2 separate regions of the Sus scrofa genome follow, and region 1 is linked to region 2. The links are chromatin contacts, called in public Hi-C maps. All regions are on one chromosome and are shown on one strand. Each heading gives the region's core, a stretch centred on a gene start, on an enhancer-like site or on the middle of the called end of the contact. The rest is flanking DNA. Distances are from core to core; before and after follow the strand shown.

What was found. A called contact is a pair of places that touch in the nucleus more often than the background predicts.
Region 1: a Hi-C map of fetal heart ventricle shows a contact between it and region 2, with 1.8 times the contacts expected there. The contact joins the promoter of LOC106510102 here to the promoter of DPT in region 2. A contact is called at or near these places in 3 of 47 Hi-C or Micro-C datasets (embryonic fibroblasts, fetal heart ventricle and heart right ventricle) and 1 of 2 datasets of contacts at active chromatin or transcription factors (skeletal muscle).

What each region holds. Positions count from the first base shown.
Region 1 is chr4:82,385,531-82,392,392 of Sscrofa11.1, reverse strand. LOC106510102 reads left to right here and starts at 5,012. Exons shown (of 9, transcript XR_002343354.1): 1 at 5,012-6,557.
Region 2 is chr4:82,283,974-82,290,518 of Sscrofa11.1, reverse strand. It overlaps DPT (dermatopontin), which reads right to left and starts at 2,862. Exons shown (of 4, transcript XM_003125649.5): 1 at 2,458-2,862. The coding sequence starts at 2,762.

The sequences.
Region 1 (6,862 bases), core at 3,763-6,262, 100 kb before region 2:
AGGCATGGTCAGGAAGGCCTTAGATCTAGAAACATCAATAAGGCAGTGATGCCACTATTGCTAAGCTCAGCAGCTGAGAGCTGTTGGCGAAAACCCACATCAGCCATTTGCTGATGCCCACACAAACCTAGAGTTCCTGCCAGAAACAATGGCCCATCCTTTCCTCTTGCCTTGCAAACCTTGGAAGGTGCCACCCCTGGAGATATCCACATAGTCACCTGCTGCCAAGGAAGTCTGCCAAATACAGTTTCCAGGCTTTCAGCGCCTGTGGTGCAGAGGAAAGCTTAGAAGGACAGGGAAGATACAGAGATGCATAGGCAATCTGGGACCCACAGGTTACAGACAAACCAGACTTTAGTTAATTTTCCCCATCATGGTACATTTATGTTAATTCCCTGGCCTATGAGACTGCGGCAACTCAGATTTCACCGGCTTTTGTCCCCAACTATGCACATCTTAACCACACCCCCCATTTCAGTTTTCTCTGGGAGCTCTAGTGAGCTCAAAAAATGGTCCTTCGTGTCTTCCACCCCTGGCCCCTTGCTGTGCTTGCAGCCTGCACAGCCACTGGAGGGCAGCACATCCCCACCACCACTGCAGCGGGTGCATCTCCCCAAACTAGGTCACCTCATCCTCCCACAGCTGCACACCCTCGGGTTACCAAAGCATGCCTCCAGGCCCAACTAAGGTTTTCAATTTTGAACCAAGGTTTTCACCTGAGTGATGATGCTTCTGTGCTGAGTCCTCCACTACTTTCCTGAGTACCAGATAGAGTTTTCAGACCTCTCTGTCTCAGAGAAACAACTTCATTGGCTTGTGTTGGGTAATCCTTTTTCCGTTGTGGGTGAACTGACCTATGTGCCTGAGTTGGAGGCAGACTCCCCCCGCCTGCTCTATCACTCACCCCACTCTATCCCTCAGTGTACAAGCCGAACTTCCCTCTCAGAAGCTCTCTCCTCAGTGAAAATCAACTTATGCAAAAGGACACCAGTTAATTGCCAACTCTGACATTTCATGACACATGTATTTATTGTCTGAACACTTAGGTTCAGAAATTTTCTTCATATTAGTGCTATGATGAAAATTTTGGACATCACTCTTTGTCCAGTGTCTTTCCTTAGAGTAGACTCCTAAAAATGGAATTCATGCAGTTGATGGGAAACAAATAGATTACCAGATGGTCCTCCAGCAAAGATGAGTTTATCTGAGATCAGCAAAGAATTGCAGCTCAGGGTCTACAATCATGGCAAGCCATGTGCAAGTACCCAGCAAGGCAAGGAGAATGCTTTTATAGAGAGGGAAAGGAAGTTGGGAGTGCTATAGTAGTCATTGGTCGAGTCCTTGCCAGGAAAGAAAGAGGAGTCTTTTTCTTGTTGGCCTCTGCTATGCTTGCAGGACATGAGAGCTCCCCCTTCTGGTCTCCCAACACAATTTAACTGAGGTCTCTGTTTATTAAATTTGCATATTGTATTAGAAAGAATAAACATTTTTAAGGTTGTGATACAAATTGTTGGCACATTGCTTCTAAGAAGTTTTACTAATTTATACTTCTACCAGCCAGTAACAAGACCTCTACTTGAACCCTGACTCCTTGCATCTTCTGCTGGTGGTATTTTATTTATCTATAGCTATGTATCTATGTATCTATTTATGTATGTATCTATCTATTATCTAAATAGGTATTTGTCCATATTTTATATATGTGAAGTATAGAATATATTTATATCTATATATCTATGTCTATGTCTTTATCTATATCATTTCCTCCAGGATGCTTTGCTCATTATATTAAGTGAATTATTACTCAATCTTTTCTCTCATGTATATCGTTCAGACTCCCAAACACCAAATCTTCCAAAAATATGAGGAAGTAACACCCCCAACATATTTGTTTAGTCAGTGGGAATTGTGACAATTGGGAATTGGAACAGTGGGAATTGTAACTGTTGATTGAATGCAAAGTATTCTTCCAGAGGTTGTAGGGTTGTATTGCTCAGGAGTTGGCTAAGCTGTGAGTGAGCAAAAATCCAAAATACAGTGATTTAAGCTAGATAGAGTTAAAGGCTGGTATGAGATCCATTGATCCATCCCCAAGTTTGCATCCACATTCTATTAGTAGGAAGGAGAAAAGGAAAGAAAGTCATGTTTCTTCTTTTCTGAAAACACTTTGCAGAAATTGTACACATCACTTCTTACAGCTTATTGCCCAGCAGTTAGTCACAGAGAGAGGTTCAGCTCCAAGGAAGGGTGGGAAATGCAGTCTTTTTTCCAGGTGAGCATTTTCCAGCTAAAAATCGGAGGAGTTAAGTAAAGAACAGATACAAAGGAACAAATAGATGTTCCTCTCCCAGAGGCATATTAAGTATAATATATGATGTTTGTTCTTAAATGACTCACAATATACTTATTTCCTGGAATGCCTGTGTTCCTTCTTTACATAGAAAACAATGCTGTGGATAAGATAATAGCCTATTGCTGTTCTTTCCTTTAATTACAGTCTACTTTTCCTTTGATGGGGATTATAGTTTCAGAGATATACTTCAAATTTGTTTTGGGCTTCAAACAGCCAAAACTTCTCGTGCTTTGCTCAGCCTCTCTGTCCATTAACTGATCTGAGAATGAAAATTCAAATGCAGCGGGTGAGTTGTGAACCTAGAAGAATGCTTCATATCCTTTCCTTGAAAAAAGAAAAATGAAAATGTACAAAAACATCTGGAAGCAAAGAAAAAAGCTAAGAGAGGAGACAGCAGTTTTTTTTGATATGCATCTCAAGGTACAATGCATATAGCTTCCATTATCTATATGAAAAATCTAATTTGGGCAGGACAAAGAGCTTTAATGGAAAGATATACATCAGAGAAATTTACAGAGATGGGACTTCGACATGGTATTGTATATATCTTGTGCATCTCATCAAGTGCCCAACAGCCAAAAAAAAAATTGTTTCATAAATTACTGTTCAAATAATGACTGTGATACAGATTTTACGGATTAATGATTTAAATGAAGAACAGGATTAGCTTAAACAATGGATCCCAGAAGTCCTGAGTCCTTTCTTATCATCCATAACCACTTCTGCTGCCCAATTAGTTGGGCCAAAGGTCTCTGTTTAATTTTGAGTCCATCTTTATTTCCAGCTTTTTTAGCCCTCTTCTGAGCCATATATACACACAGTGTACTCTACTCAAGAAATACTTTCTAAATGAAGCAATTTGTGTATAGCTGATATTTAATTCATATACATATATTGATAGATAGCTTTTGTCTGAAGATTGCATCTTGAAAATTCTATATACCACTTCACATCTATTAGAAAGGATATAACAAACACAACAAAAACACCCGCCCAGAAAATAACAAGTGTTTGCAAGAATGTGGAGAAATTGAAACCCTCATATATTGCTGGTGAGAATGTACAATGGAGCAGCCCCTGTGGAAAAGTTTGTTGGTTCCTCAAAGAGCTAAGCATAGAATTACCCTATCACCCAGCAATGATATTCTGTGAAAGAAGTGAAAACAAGTATCCACACAGATATTTGTATGTCAATGATCACTGCAGCATTATTCATAATAGGTGAAAAATTAAAACAGCTCAAGTGTTCAGATATTTGTATGTCAATGCTCACTACAGCATTATTCATAATAGGTAAAAAATTAAAACAGCTCAATTATTCAGCAACAATTGAATGGATAAATGAAATGTATATAATACAATGGAATATTATTCAACCATAAAAAGGAATGACATTCTGATACATGCTACATCATGATGTGTTAAGTGAAATAAGCCAGGCGCAATAGGACAGATATTGGATGATTTCATTTATATTAAATATCTAGAATAGAAATATTCACAGAGCCAGAAAGTAGTTTAGAGGTTAACAGGGGCTGAAGGGATGTGGGAAGGGGGAGTTGTTGCCTTAATGAGTACAAAGTTTGTGTTTGGGGTGATGAAAAATTTATGAAAAAAGATAGTGGTAACCATTACATGATATCGTGAATGTAATTAATGCCACTGAATTGAACACCTAAAATGGTTAAAATTATATACTTTTAAATATTTATTTTACCACAATTTTAAAAGTTCATTGCTTTGGTCTTTCACATTTAAATGGTATTACATTTTATAGTTTACCAAATATTGACATAATATTTAATTCTCACAGTCCCATGAAGATGGCAGAATATTTACCATTTCCTCCATCCCCCTTGCTCCACAATAAACATTCAGTTTATTGATAATAAACTGGGTGCTTAGAGTGATTTTGTAGAAAGTTGCAGAGTTAATTCTCATACCAAGTGTCTTCAAGTGATGGTCTCTTAGGTATTCAAACCCTGAGGATTCTTCCAGGGTCAGCTGACCTTCTCAACCTCAGTTGTTGCCCTAGGCTTTTAGGCTCTGGTTATGACTGACCTCCGTACGGCCCCTAACTTTAAAGATCTGACCATCTGAATGGAGAATTGTTAAAAGAGGGTAATTTCAGTCAAAACATGCCTGGAAAGAGATTTAACTTAAACCTCCAGAAGATGCCCAAAAAGATGATGTACCCAAAATCCCCAAATAGAATGGATCTGAGGTTCCCCAAAGCTGCAGCAAAGATTGGGTGAACCTGGAATGTTTAAGACATACTGGGAATTGTTGATCAAGGTCTAATTCTTTTAGGTTCACTGAGAGCCCATGTCACCTCATTTGATCCTCACTACAGTGGAGGGAGATGCAGGAATAGGGATGTTTTCTCCTTTTTATAGTTGAGAGAAGGTTAAGTGCTTGCCCAAGGTCATTGAGTCAGAGAGGACTAGGAGCAAAATAGAACTCAGGTGTCCTGACTTCTAGGTTGAGCCCCTTTCCATTATGCTGCAGCTGCCTGCTTCCAAGAGACCCACATGCAATGCCTGAAAAATGCCATGCAGAAGACTGCTGTTACTATTCTAGGTTTAAGTTGGGGGAGGGATGCAGTGAGTACAGCTAGAGGTGGAGTGGGGGATGCCATCCTGCCATCATGGATAGGGAATCTTTTTTATGGCTTATGCCACTCCAACTGGCATAAACAAGGCATAGCTGAAGATTAAATGTCCCGAACATTATTAGCCCATTAGATTTCTTAATACCTTCTCCCAGGACTCTGTTCTCTTTACGCTCTCAATCAAATTTCTGTTTATCAAATTTCTAAAATGTTCATGAGAAGAGGTCCTCTTCCTTGTCACTCTTCAGGGAGCAAACACTCTCTTGTATGCTTTGGAAAGGAAAACAATTCCTTTTAGTTCAGAACTCAAGTTTCCAAGAAAAAGTCTTCTTTATCCCTAACTTGGGTGACTGATTTGTCCCAGACTATCTGGGACTTTCCCAGCTGAAAGTCCTGTGTCTGCCCTTTAACCCAGGACAAACTGGGGTAGTTGGTCATCCTACCATGGCCCTGATTTTCTGCATCAGTTCCCCCCACTCCCCAGCTGGAATCCATACCTCTTCCATTCTAATATTTAGGACTAATTTTTGCAAAGTTGATCCTGTGAGCACAGTTGTTAATAGCCAATAGGAGTCCCATGTGATAATTGGGGACAGAGGGAGAGGGGGCTTTCATGGATTGCCCAGCTCAGGCAAGATGATGTTGATGGGAAGGAGTTCCCTCTTCCTGCTTCTGAGGGTGATAAATCACACCCTGCAAAATGCTTTGTTCTCACGAGAAAGATATTCTATGGCTCTGTCTACCTCTAACCACAGCAGATGGATTGGTGAACTGGGCTTGATGGCCTTTCACTCTATGGGACAAGGAGAGTCCCTGTGAAGGTAGAGGACAGACTTTTTTAGGTCCTGGGCTTCCTGGTGGGAGACTTGAGGGACTCCTAGGAGTAGAAGAGAGTAGCTGTGGCTTGTTGGAGATGAGATGAGGAGATGTTGGTGCTACTGGCTCTTGCCAGCAGGAAATTAGGACTATCCATGGCCCCAGGGAAAATTTTTTTTAATGTTTTCAGAATAGAACATTCTAATCAAGCCAAGCAGGGAGCAATTACCTACATTGTCAATCAGTCTAGGTAGTAATTGGGAAGATTCAGCACGAATCAGTTTGTCCTTCATTTCTCTTGGCAAAGTAGGTCTGATGACTTTGGCTGGCTTTAGCCGGCTCACTGTGGCTGGCAGGTTGTCCCAGCAGATTAGATGAAGCGTTGGCGCTAGCAGAGAGGTTAAAGCACTTGCTCAGGTGCCCCCTTCCCACGTGTTCTTAATTTCTTAGGACGGAGTTCTCTGTGCAGGCTTAGATCTGGCCGCCTTTCCGACTTGTCACAGGGTATTTGTTGCTGCTGGATTTGTTTTAGGGCGTGACTATTTGACAGCTGGGGTCGGGGGAAGGGTGTGGGGAGGACCTCTAGTAGCATTTCGCTTGCCTTGCTGCCTGGAGCCTCCTTAAAGGAGAAGATGAATTCACTGCATGTGTGCGCGGGCCTTATGTAAGCTGCAGGCGGCAGCGCAGAGTGGAGAACGTGAAGACAGGCGGGGGCAGGGAGATTTGGCGAGGCAGGCCCCGCAGTGCAGAAACCAGCTCTGAAAGCTGCGCGTGGAGGTGCGGTAGGACGGTACTGCTGCAATGCGGAGACAGCTTCAGGGGCGGAGGAGTGTTTACGAGCTTCTAGTGGTGGTGCTGGGATGCAAAGCCCTAATTTGGCAATGCTCAGGGCGGGTGGGCTGGAGAAGGTGGGAAAGCTGCCTTATTGGGGCTTGTTTGTGACAATAGGTAGGGGCGGGCAGTGAGGGAGAAAGAAGGAGGGGGAAAGGCCAGAGGCCTAGGAGCAGCTTTGTAGGAGGAGGAGTTAAAGCCACAAGATTCTTTCTTCCCAGTGATCTCAGCCTGATTCCTCCCCATCTTTG
Region 2 (6,545 bases), core at 1,613-4,112:
CATCTAAAAAAAAAAAAAAAAAAACCTCTGGGGTAATTGGTTTCAGTCCTGGGGCAGCTGAGTCCTACTGTTTTTCACGTTTGTACATTTTTTACTCTGTGATTAATGGAGCAGGAGAAGGAGGCAACAGAGGGTGGAAAGGTGAAAGTAAAAAAATCATTTGACTCTTCATACTCAAAAATGTGGAGGAAGAAGAGGTGGAAAAGAGAGAGATCTTGCCTGTCAGCTTCTTGTTTGACTCCCAATGGCCAGATAAAATCATATAATTTCCACTCCCTCTCTTGCTTCCCTTCAAATAGTTTGAGAGTTAATGACAAACCAGTCACACGTTGGCAAGTTTTCAATGAAACATAATTTGCCTTCTCTGCCTAGCAGAGATAAACACAAGCATCAACAGAATACAAGAAAAATCCAGCTGTATTTTCAGGGCCAAACAAAGCATAGAGTATTGGAGCCCTGGAGCCTTCCAGGATCATGCAGTCTGACCATTCATTTTCCCGAATGTGGCAGGAGACTAGAGAGCTGAACCCATGGTCCAAGGTCACCCGGCAAGTTGTCTTTTAGAACTAGGATCTAAATTCAGGCTTCCTGACTCAGAGCCCAGGGCTCTTCCCTTGGGTCTAAGAAATCATCTGGGTACTATTTTGCTGTGGCTCAAAAGGGGGCATCAGAAAGGGGCCCCACCCATATAATCGTGCCCTAAATGGGAGGACTAGACAGACCATTGTAATTAGGTCATTCCCATGCTCTGTGCCAGGCAGTGGGCCTGACTATGGGGAGCCACTGGAAACTGTCAGTCATTGACGGGAGGCTGGGCTGTGAGTCAGCCATCCGTCAGAAGGGGTTTGGGATAATTAAATCTGCTCTTTAGGGGCAGTGGGCATGGATGAGTAAAGCGCAACAAAGGGGCCCCTGCCTATAGCTGCCCATGACCCTCTCTGCATTCCTTGTACAGGCTGGCTGCACCCCTCCTCAATCTTGGTGGTAATCAAGCTGGTTCCATCCCTCCAGACCTAGCTCCTGTTCTGATCTTGCAGATTCCTGCCCTCCCCAGTATGAAGAACTTCCCTGAGTCCAGAAGTGTGGCCCTGGCTATGCTGACCAAGCCCCCACTGCGCAGAGGCAGCAAACTCTCAAGTAGCCTGTTACCATGACTAAGAACTGAAATGCTTTGGTATTGAGGCTCGCTGAATCCAAATCCTGGCTCTACTACTTTCCAGAAGAGGAAAGCCCTGGTCTCTAGACTGTAGCCTGTCTACCTATAAAATGACTTACAGATTTGTTTTGATCATTAAATGAGATAATCCATATAAAGCATTCAGCACAGTGCTTGCTCAGGGTAAGCACTCAATCAATGGCAGCTGTTTTTATTACTCTGTTGCCTGGCTCTCCCACCCATCAGTCTTTTTGTCTTGATTTCCATCATTGCTCTGTGACCCACAGAATTTTGTGCTCTGACCCCCACTGTACCACTGTACCACTGATGGGACTCTTCAGTCTTCTCTCAACAATTACCACAGTGGCAGCCTGCAAGCCCGGCTTCCTCCTCCCCCAGCCAGGCTCCCCCAGTATTTGCCTCCACCCTCTCTGCCAACTCACCCAGCAGTCCTGCCTCCATCTAGGCTGCAGTGACTAACTGGCCTCAAAGTCCATACCTCCTGGGATGAGTTCTGATCAAGATCAAGGGTGAGCCAGTGATACCCCACAGCAAAGACACAGACTCAGGCCATTCCTATGTCATTAACCACAGCAGAACCTAGTCAGGTAAGATTAGTACTTCTCTCCCCAAAGACTTTAGTAAATAAACTATTTCCTAGAAATAAAGCCCATTACAAATTCAGACAGAGAGAAGGACCATGGTACTTAAAACTGAGAGAGCACATTTAATCAGGCAGCAGAGAAACATTTAATTTCATTTCTCTTTGCCTACATTTCTTTGACCCCTCTGCCCCAATTTACTTGCTCTAAATCAGGACTTCTCAAACTGTCTGTGGTAAGGGTCTCATTGTTTACTATCCCCAAACAGTTGGGTACTGATACTTTTGTTAAAGAGTCAAAATAAATGACTACCAAACTTAAATGCCATTTGGACATCACAGCAATGTTAAGTTGCTTCAAAGTTTCTTAAATACTTTCCATTTCTACACTTATCTTTTGGCAGACTGGGAGAACATTTCCCAGACCCACAGTAGTCCGTGGACCGAATTGAGAGTGGGGCTGCTTCTAGAAGGGACAGAACCACAGGGGAGTCTGTCTGCCATGGACACTCCCCATCCTGGGTTTTTGTCTTGTAGGGCCATCAGCTCAATCGCAGTCCTGCCTCACCCAGAGCACGCAAGGGGAAGGTTCCTGGTAGGACTTGCCCAATCCTTAGTGCGCGCTCTTCCCTGAGGGTCAAGCAGCCCCCAGGAGGAGGGCTGTCATGTTCCCAGCCGTCTGCCGCCCTCTGGCTCTTACCATTCCATTCCAGCCCTGTTGATCTCCTCCCACCAGCACTCCGAAGGCTCCCCGAGGCTCTGCGGCGTGGGCATGCAGGCGTAGTTCCACTGTCTGTCAGATCCTTCCTTCTTGTTGAAGATGCTCCTCACAGCCACCACCACCTGCCCATGGGGACACTGGTAGCTGAAGCCCTGCCGGTTCAGATTCACCCACCCGTCGTCGCTATAGTCGTGGTACTGCTGGTATGGGTACCCGTAGTCACCGTACTGTCCCCAGGCCACGGTGACCAGTGGCAGAAGCACCCACAGAAGAGTGAGGTCCATGCTGCCTGGAATTCTGGCAAAAAATATGACCCTATGTCTGCTGGGCTGCCTGTTTTATACAGCTGCTGCTGACATGTGGCTTCCAGATGTGGGTGAGCAGGCTCCAACTGCAGTGTGTCATCGTTTAAGCAAAAGTTTTCGGCGCAGAGATCCTGGCCATAAGTACATTCAGTTTGTTTTAAGGTGGAATTCTAGGAAAGCTGTAAATGGGAGAAACTCTCTAGAGAAGGAACAACTCAGCAGATAGATTTTAAAAGCAAATGGCTTCACACTCCTTAGAACTATTCACCTGAAAAAAAAGCAGTGTATTTATTCCTCATCTCTCAGTACCTTACCTCTTTATGCTCCACTCTATTGCTGCTATCAACCCCCTGCATTTATTCTCCAAACCAGCTTTGAAGGACCACACACATGCAGAACGTGATTAAAGTGATTTCAAAACACCAAAATAATAGGATGAAGGGACAGAATCATTTAAAGTACTGCAAGGCTGGATGCCTGATTTCTTTTAAGTTCTTAGCCTCACATCTTTTAACTACCAGTTAAAGCCACATTTGTAGGCTACTCTGAGTATTCAGTCACATATGGAAGTACTATGTGAGAGTCCATGGGGAGACAAGTTGGGCATTATCTCTACACTTAAGCATCCTTCTGAGCTGCTGAAATTAGACCTAGCTATACCTAGAAACTGTGCTTGGCTCTCAAATATGTAATGAGTTTAATCTGAATAAAGCTGCCTTTTTTTTTTTTCTTTTCTTTTTTTGGCCATGCCTGAGGCATGTGGAAGTTCCCTGGCCAGGGATCCAATCTGTGCCACAGAAGGGCCCCATGCCACTGCAGTGACAACGCTGGACCCTTAACCCCTGTGCTGCAAGAGAACTGAATAAAGCCACTTTTTATCCTTTGGTTTTTTTCCCCCTCCAGGTTAAGTTTTCTTTGGAATGACATATAATTTACATATAATAAATGCATCTTTTCCAATGTTCAGCATACAGTCATTTAGCCAGCACCATCAAGACATAGAACAGTTCCAGAAAGCCTCCAACCCCGTTATGCTTTGGTAGTCAAATCCTCCCCAAGACCCCGCCCCTGATAACCTTCAATCTACTTTCTGTCACTATCACTATGCCTTTTTTCAGGATGTCAAGTAGGTGGAATCACACAATATGCAGTTTTTTGTCTACTTTCACTAGGAATAATGCTTCCGAGATCCATGCATATCACTGTGTGTCAGTAGTTTATTCCTTTTCACTTTTGAGTGGTCTTCTATGGTATGGCTGTCCTACAGGCAGCTTATACCTTTGAAAGACATTTGATTTTTCTCCAGTTTTTAGGAATTATGAATAAAACTGCTATAAATATCCATGAACAAGTTTTTGTACAAACAAATTTTTATTTCATTTGGTCAAATACTTAGGAGTGAGGGTGCCAGATCTTAAGGTAAGTGTATTTTTAATCTTGTAAGAAATTACCTGATATCTAAAATGCCGAACCATTGTGGATCCCTCCCAGAAAATTGCTGTTACTTTTATTGTAGCCATTTTAATAGGTTAATAGATTCCCAGCGGTATTTCAGTGAGGTTTTGATTTGCATTCCCCTAATGACTAATGATTTTCAGCATCTTTTCATGTGTTTATTGGCCCTCCATCTGTCTTCTTTGGAGATTTAACTGTTTAAATCTCTTGAGCCCTCTGGGCATCTCCTTAGTGGATAGTATTTACCATTTTTCACCAGGGCCGTCCTTAAGAAAGTTTCTTAAAATTGATGGTTGAAGACCAATTATCTCTTAAGCACTTGTGAGGATGATTAAAATGCAGATTCCTGAACTTTACTCCAGTCCTACTAAAATCATAACCTGGTACCCAGGTATCTGCATTAAAAATTCTTCAAGGTGATTCTTATTCATATCAAAGTTTAAGATCCACTTTCTTAAAGGAATATGGGACCAGGGAAGAGGGGTGAATCACACTCTAAGTCCTACTCCTTGCCCAATGTATAGCACATTTAACAGATGGCATTCAGGTTAGATTAAGGTAACCTTGAAGGAGAAAGTTACACATAGGAGGAAAGCAAATAAGTGGTGTGGTGTGTGTGTGTGGTGTGTGTGCACGCACTGGGCATGTAATTAGCTCTGGTGATGTAGTTATCAAAGGGAGGGGAAACTCGGGACTGAATAGGCATATGAATCCCAGTTTTGTTTTAGTACCACCTTCTCCTATCACTTCTATCCACAAGTAACTCCCTAGTGTTGGCAACTGGAGTGCTCCAAGTTCAGGGTGACCACTTGGATTTATGATATGCTGGAACTATACCTAGACACAGTGCTTGGCTTTCAAATATGTAATGAGTTTAGTCCTGTCAGCACTTAAAAATTACCTGGGGAAACTTTTGAAAAATGCCAGTGTCTGAGCCTCACCCCAGACCCATAAGAAGCTTTTGAGCTGAGTCCAGAAAATAGTAGCCTTGAAAACTTTCCTGTATGATTTGCATGTACGGTCAAGATTGATAACCACTGCTATAGAGAGTTTTGGGTATTTTTTTGGCTGCACCCTTGGCATGCAGAAGTTACCAGGGCCAGGGTTTGAACGCTAGCCACAGCAATTACAACACTGAATCCTTAACTGCTAGGCTACTGGGGAACTCCTAGAGGTTTTAAAATGTGTCATCCTAATGCTCATGAGTTATATCCTGCATTCTGGGTAGGATTTACCAGTAATCTTAAACCTTAAAGAGCTCCAAGAAACAAGTCATCGTAAGCACTCATCTTTATCATGCATTCATTTCCCAACAATTTCCAGGCCCTGCCTGTTCCCTGTTCTCTGCAGACCTCTCTTATTTTACAGATTACAGCTACCATAGATTACAGACTCCCTGTAACGTACATGAGTAAACATCTTTATAGATTAGGTTAGATTAGGTATAGATTCCTATTACTTACAGTCGAAAACATCCTAACTCATGAAATGTCTGAGATTCCATAAACTGCTGAGAACTTGGAGCCAATTGCTAGAGGCCTCACAGAGAATGGTTCCCCTGAGCAGACATTAAGAATATTTAAGGAGTTCCCGTTGTGGCGCAGTGGTTGGCGAATCCGACTAGGAACCATGAGGTTGCGGGTTCGGTTCCTGGCCTTGCTCAGTGGGTTAACGATCTGGCGTTGCTGTGAGCTGTGGTGTAGTTGCAGACATGGCTCGGATCCCGTGTTGCTGTGGCCCTGGTGTAGGCCGGTGGCTACAGCTCTGATTGGACCCCTAGCCTGGGAATCTCCATACGCCGCGGGAGCGGCCCAAGAAATAGCAAAAAGACAAAAAAAAAAAAAAAATTAAGAATATTTAAGTTAGAGTTCCCACTGTGGCTTAATGGGTTAAGAACTTGACATAGTGTCCATGAGGTTGCAGGTTTGATCTCTGGCCTTGCTTAGGGGGTTAAGGATCTAGTGTTGCCACCATGGCTGTGGCATAGGCTGGCAGCCGCAGCTCTGATTTGACCCCTAGCTCGGGAACTTCCATATGCTGCAGGTGCAGCCCCCCCAAAAAAGAATGCCTAAGTTTATCCTCTGTACAGTTTACTATGCATTTTCAACTAGGTTATATTATCTTTCTCACAGCCTTATATATTTGTGAGGAATTATAGGATTGGTTTCCTACAGATGAGGAAACTGCGCTCAGGAAGTCTTTTGGTTCAGATTCCTAGAGCTGGAGGGGCATGAGCTCCGGGTCTTCTGATTCTTATTCCGTGATTCCTTTCCTTATTTTTATCAAAAGTGCAGTCCACTAATTATA